2 separate regions of the Lactuca sativa genome follow, and region 1 is linked to region 2. A link is a contact called in public Hi-C data. All regions are on one chromosome and are shown on one strand. Each heading gives the region's core, a stretch centred on a gene start, on an enhancer-like site or on the middle of the called end of the contact. The rest is flanking DNA. Distances are from core to core; before and after follow the strand shown.

Region 1 (3,208 bases), core at 301-2,800, 200 kb after region 2:
TTTCCTTTTTTATTTATTTTATTTTATTTTATTTTAACAAAACATAGAAATACTGGTATCAAATTCAATGTAATCTTTATTTTGAAGTCAAATAAAATATAATCATAATCATAAAATGACAATAAATTTTTTGAGTTTATCTCTTTATAACTAATTTTTATACAATTTACAGAAATGGATCATAATGTTTGAAATAGATTTGAAACTAATTTTTACACAATTTGTAAAAATAATCGGATAAGTGGGGCTTTGTTTCAAAGTTACATCAAAAATATATTTTGTAATACAATATATGTTGGATTTCGGACAAAAAAAAACAAATATTTTGAAATTTCAAGAACATATCTAAAATCCGAAAATTTAAAAGCATGTTTTGATTTTTATTAAATTTCAACGAAAATTTAAAGAAATGTAACAAAAAAAGGTAGTAAAATACAATATAATGACATAAACGGTGCAACCAAGAAGTTCAAATATATATATATATACACATATATATATATATATATATATATATATATATATATATATATATATATATATATATATATATATATATATATATATATATATATATATATATATATATATGAATGATCATTTGAGAATCTATAGTTTCCCGAGAACCCGAGAACCAAATAAGCACAGTTAGATCAAAATAATAGAAGGTCAAGATGATTTATGACATTTTTGTAAATAAATGGAAAAATTAAACACGGTGGTATGGTGCTGAAATTAATCGAAAGGCATTTATGGTACTAAATTCATATCATCATCTCCACTAAATCAATCGATGTCATCTTTCTCCCTAATTCTTCAATCGTCTGATCATCCTTATTTCTCTCACACACACATACACACATCTTCATTCTTCACTCCTCGCCGTCAGACTCTGTCATTTAACTTCGTAGTTGATTCATCGATTACCGGATCCGCCTCCTCAATTGACCCCCTGCGAAGTTGAAATCGGAACAAAGCCATCGATTGCGACGATTGAGACGATGTCTAACCCGATTACGTGAAAAATGAATTGAAAGCATACACAAAGCAGATTCTCGATTTGAATCTTGCAGATGTTAATTTGAGGAACGGACGGTTGCCTTTATTAATTGACATCAGATTGTCGTCGACGTTGCCTCCACCACCATACCATCGCCACGGCCGCCACTTCTCTTTAATTCAATTTGCAATACACTACGATACAGGTATTTGTACACATTTATCAATATTTACTTACACATGTATACATAATATCATACATACTACAATTTCCCCATTTTTGTATTCCGCCTTATTACTGGATGTCTGTTTTTGATCAAACAATTCACCTGTTACGAACCGATAACTCGCCGTTCTAGTCTATACATACGTTTCACTATTTTGTTATGAGTACGGAATGTGCACATAACATGTTTGATGAATTGCCACTCAATCAAAATCTTGGCTAGTTCATTTATATCTAGAATGAAATCATTCCAGTAGAACACACACACATTTGAGAACTGTATCCTGTGTATTTTTCAGAGTATTAGCTACAAAGGGTGGTAGATATGGAATTCTGCCCGACTTATGGGATGTTGTTGAAGTATGAGTTGCCAAATTTGCATCTTCCTGCTAGATTTTTCTGCCCCACATGTCCATATGTTGGCCAAATAGAGCAGAAGGTAATAAATTTATCAATTTATCATACTCAATCATGCAATATTGCAACACATTTTTTTCCTTTTCCTTATTGTTAAATGCATCTTTTTCTTCCCTTTTATAGGTCGGATCAAAAGAAAGCAATGTTTGGTTAAAAAGGAGATTGACCCCATCATCACCCAAGATGACATGAAGAATGCACCAAAAATAGATCAAGGTATTTATATGCTTCACAATTTGAATAAATTGGTGCACTTTTTCTTTTTGCAACTTTAATTTATGATGTTCTTTGTCTCTTGTAGCCCGGATTGTGGTCACAACAAGGTTGCATACATCAAGTTTCAAACAAAGCCAGCTAATGAACCCCTGACAATAAACTTCACCTGTGAGAAATGTGGGAAATGTTGGCGTGAGGACTAAAATTCAAACCAAGGGAAACCTGCATTTTTTTGCCTCAAATATTGAATCAAAGTGTTTCTATTATACTTTTGGTACTAATGAAATAAAGGTATGATTTTGTTTATCTGTTTTACCTTTTTGCTAACAAACATGAATCTACAAATGCTACTAAAATTCAGAATTCAGCTTCATGGTTCAAAAGATGAGGAAAAAAAGGTCCATTTATCAGATATTGTGATTTACATGTGAATCACTTGTGATTTACATGTGAATCACTTGTGACACATGTGAATCATTTGTAATTTACATGTGAATCACATGTAATTCACATGTAAATCATCTTAATTATTTATTCTTTCTAACCAAATAGTTTATTTTAACTCCTAATATATTGAGCTTCATGAATCACTTGTGATTACATGTGAAACACTTGTGATTTACATGTGAATCACTTGTGATTCACATGTGAATCACTTGTGACACATGTGAATCATTTGTGATTTACATGTGAATCACATGTAAATTATCTTAACTATTTAGTTTTTCTAACCATATAGTTTATTTTAATTTGTTTCATTTTAGCAATATATCACAAGTGAATCACATATGAATTACATGCGATTCACATATAAATCACAAGTGAATCACATGTAATTCACAAGTGATTCACATATGAATTACATGTGATTCACATGTAATTCACATGTAAATCACAAGTGACTCACATATGAGTTACATATAATTCATAGGTAATTTACATAAAAATCACATGAAATTCACAAGTGATTCACATATGAATTACATTTGATTCACATGTAAATCACAAGCGAATCACATGTAAATTTCATATGAATTACATGAGATTCACATATAAATCACAAGTGAATCACATATGAATTACGTCTATATGCACACATATATTTTTGTGAGCTTCTTGCATTAATTAGTTTTTAAAAAAATTTCTTGTAGCTTTGGAAGAGTTTGGAGAAAATATTGAAGAGGTGAAAATGATAAATTAAAGAAAATATGGAAATATTGACACGGAGACATGAAAACACTTCGAAATTTTGTAGTATTTTTTATTTTTTTAATATTTTATTTTGTATCAAATAAAATACATGTACTATGGTGTTTATAGATTATTAAATAAAAAATGGATTTTTTATAT
Region 2 (3,329 bases), core at 454-2,953:
GTGGAGCCAAGAGTTCGTGCATTCCTAAAAATAATTATATAATTTGAGAAATTAAACGAGTTAGTGTATGTGAAATGAATGCATTATATGATTTCCTCTTATTATAGTATTGTAATTTGAAAAATCTACTCAATTATAGCATTATACTTTCAATCTTCTTTTTAGAACATTGTACTATGAAAATTGTTTTCTATTTGAATGGCATTGCTATAATAAACCAATAGATGTTTGTTTCTATTTCTTGCATTTATTAACCATTTTAAAGCATTATTTATCAAGAATGCACTTTATCCATACAAGATCTAAACCACTTTTCTCAACTAAGTCTCCATCAAACCAATTTCATGAGTGATATTTTAATAAAAAGTTGAAGAAAAGTAAAGAAATTATTTTGAAATAATAATACGTTACCTTGTCTATAGCCATGGTTGGGATGTCTAATACACCAAAGCAACAAAATTCGTCTCAATACCCCTTGGCATCCAGGAGTCTGAAAGTAGCTACCATGTTCAGGATACAATCGTGACAAATCTTGATCCACCATTTTCTCTATCTCGGCTTTTTGAAAAAAGCGACCCCACATGCTATCTGCGTAAACGTAATATGTTCTTCATTTGTAAAGATGTAAGCGGGATGATGAATATGATTGACTTTAAGCAAGAAAATTACCTGGGTCTTGCGATAATGGATTGTCCATAACAAGATCGGGAATATTGCTTCCATCTTTAGGAAGAGGATCGATTAGGTGCCTCCTTCTTAAAGTAGCGTAGCTGGAAAATAAATGAATTAAAATGTTAACTCTTGATTACGAACGAAAAGGGGAAGTTTTTAGAGATTGTAAGTAGATTGGATCGAAGCAGCCATGTTTGACCAGATGTTGATATGAAGTTATGAATCATGATTACTTGATTAGATGCAGAGATTGACAAACATATGAACATACTAATATATACCTTCTACGGGAATTTGCAGTAACACGACGAACTTCATCGATGGAGGATGAAGAGGGCAAAACCCCCAAATCAGTACGCCACTGAACCCCTCTCAAGTCCCAAAAGCGGCGATTATTATCCAAATCACCTCTCTCCGGTGACGACTCGGGGGTTTCTGAAGATTCCGGTAATGTATTGGTTGTCGGCTCGGCAAGGGCCGCCGGTGACATAATTTGGATTGACCGAAAATTCAGAAAATGCTAAAAACCCAATCAAAATCCACAACCCCAATTCGCTAAATTTTATAGAAATTGATCTTTGGATGAGCAAAAACAAAGTATTGAGCTGCTAATTCGTCTTGTACGTGTAAATATGTTTAAAGAAATACAGAATATTTATGTAACCAAGAACCAAATCAGGGAATCTGTGAATGAGGAGAGAGAAATTTGTGCAAAACTGCGGATTTACACAGGAATAGTTACTTCCCTGTCAGAATCGTTAGGGTTTGGGGAAATTTGTTTACAGAGTAAGATAGATCTTATCAAATACAAAATTCGAGAGACGAAAACCACACCCAAACTTATGAAAGTTACACACAGATCTTCAAGGAGCTATCCAACAACACAATTATGGGTTGTTTTGATTGGGTTACTGCAACAAAAGAGGGGGATTGATGTGGAAGAAAGCGTGAGCTGAATGAGACTTGAAGAAGAATGATTCGCATAATTTTGTGAAATTTGTTTGCTTTTTCCAAGAAAAACAAAAAGGTAGTGGGCAGTCTTTGTCAAAGCATGTAGAATTATGGTTTCGTCTACCACAAGATCAAACAAAACAAAATTGATAACTTTTTTTATATAAATTAATGCTTTATTGGTTAATAATGTATATTTAAAGGAATATTATAATTACTTTCATTAATATAAGTTATAAATATATGAAATGATAATCAAACGAAAGTTAAACGAAAAATTAAAACGAAAAGTTGACGTGTGAGTTTGACATTGTTTTTTTAAATAAATTTGATTCATATCAGAAATTTCTTTCTTCGGGATATAACAAAAGGTTCTTTCAAGAACAACAAAATCAACAAGGTTTGGATATTTAAATACAAGATCATAACCAATATTGTATCTAATATCATTCATAATTACGAATCGTAACCGATAATTAAAAATTAATTTTCGACTATACAGCCATTCAACCCATCAATTTTGACGACTACTTTCCCATTTATCTATTTTTCGTTTTAAATGTAATACCTCAGCATCATAGAGAAGAACTCAAATATGCAAACATAATTTCATTTCAAATAAAGAAGAATCGAAATGAGAAAAACTCAGTTTTTCTAAATTGGAAAACACTGATTTCTATAATAATAAACTTATTTGACTTTTTATTATATTTGCATGTCCTATAAAATAAAATAATTTAATTATTAATTATTATATTGATAAATATATGTTACTAAAATTAATTATATAATTATTATTAATTTTGGAATAATAAATCTTATATCAAGTTGCTATAAAATATATTATAATTATTTTAAAAGTATTGTTATGTGTGGATACATATTATAACCATATCATCGATAGTTTTTTATGAATGAAAAAAATTGATTTTAGTTATTTTAACTGTTATTATGATCAATAGTCTTAAATACACATCTTTTAAAATTATGTTATTTCTGTAGATTTATATGAATAAATTAAAAAAATCCGGATCTTTTGATTTTCGATTTCGATCGTCATTCTGATATTCGACATGCAAGTCCGATCTCCGTCACACAACTACGACATGAAAGAAGAGCATTACGACCCCATTATTTTAGGGGTACGTTCTTCGTTTTCTCTTTACATAGTTTTCTTATTCGTTTAAGGTGCCTATTTCTTCTACTGTTACTGTTCCAGAATTCGTAGAACACCTCCGGAATGAATGGAAAACGTTTCGGTTTAAATTAAAGATGTCATTGTTGTAGGACCAATTGAAAAGTAGTTTAGATGTTTAGATATTGTTGATTTACATCGGAATGTAGTGTTCTGGATCTTAAAAGTTCATTCTGGAAGCCTTCGGAACGTGAGGAACTGTTTCAGATCACAATGAACTCATCCGGAACATGAGGAAGAGGTCCAGAACTGCTCTGGAACTGGTCTGGAATATTGGTCATTTCCGTTTTGGAATGAAGTGATAACACCTTTTTTATTTGTGCAACACAACATGGTTTTTATACATCTATTACACTCTCGTGTAAACCCAAAATCGGCGGGCAAATTCTCGCGGCATTCAGAGACAGACTCGAATGCGAGACTATGTTCCAGAATATATGTTTTGGAAGATGGTTAGACATTCCTAATATAGATGATGATCCTTTGCTTCTACATTACATCTTTTGTCACG

What was found. Hi-C and Micro-C count contacts between places; a contact is called where the count stands out from the background.
Region 1: a contact with region 2 is called in a Hi-C map of leaf, with 6 times the contacts expected there. The contact joins the promoter of LOC111913953 here to the promoter of LOC111913970 in region 2. A contact is called at or near these places in 2 of 4 Hi-C or Micro-C datasets (leaf and seed).

What each region holds. Positions count from the first base shown.
Region 1 is chr7:82,761,368-82,764,575 of Lsat_Salinas_v11, forward strand. LOC111913953 reads left to right here and starts at 1,551. Exons shown (of 3, transcript XM_023909667.1): 1 at 1,551-1,664; 2 at 1,766-1,791; 3 at 1,944-2,061. The coding sequence starts at 1,551. The coding sequence ends at 2,061.
Region 2 is chr7:82,557,097-82,560,425 of Lsat_Salinas_v11, forward strand. LOC111913970 reads right to left here and starts at 1,704. Exons shown (of 5, transcript XM_023909693.3): 1 at 954-1,704; 2 at 670-770; 3 at 412-588; 4 at 1-24. The coding sequence starts at 1,162.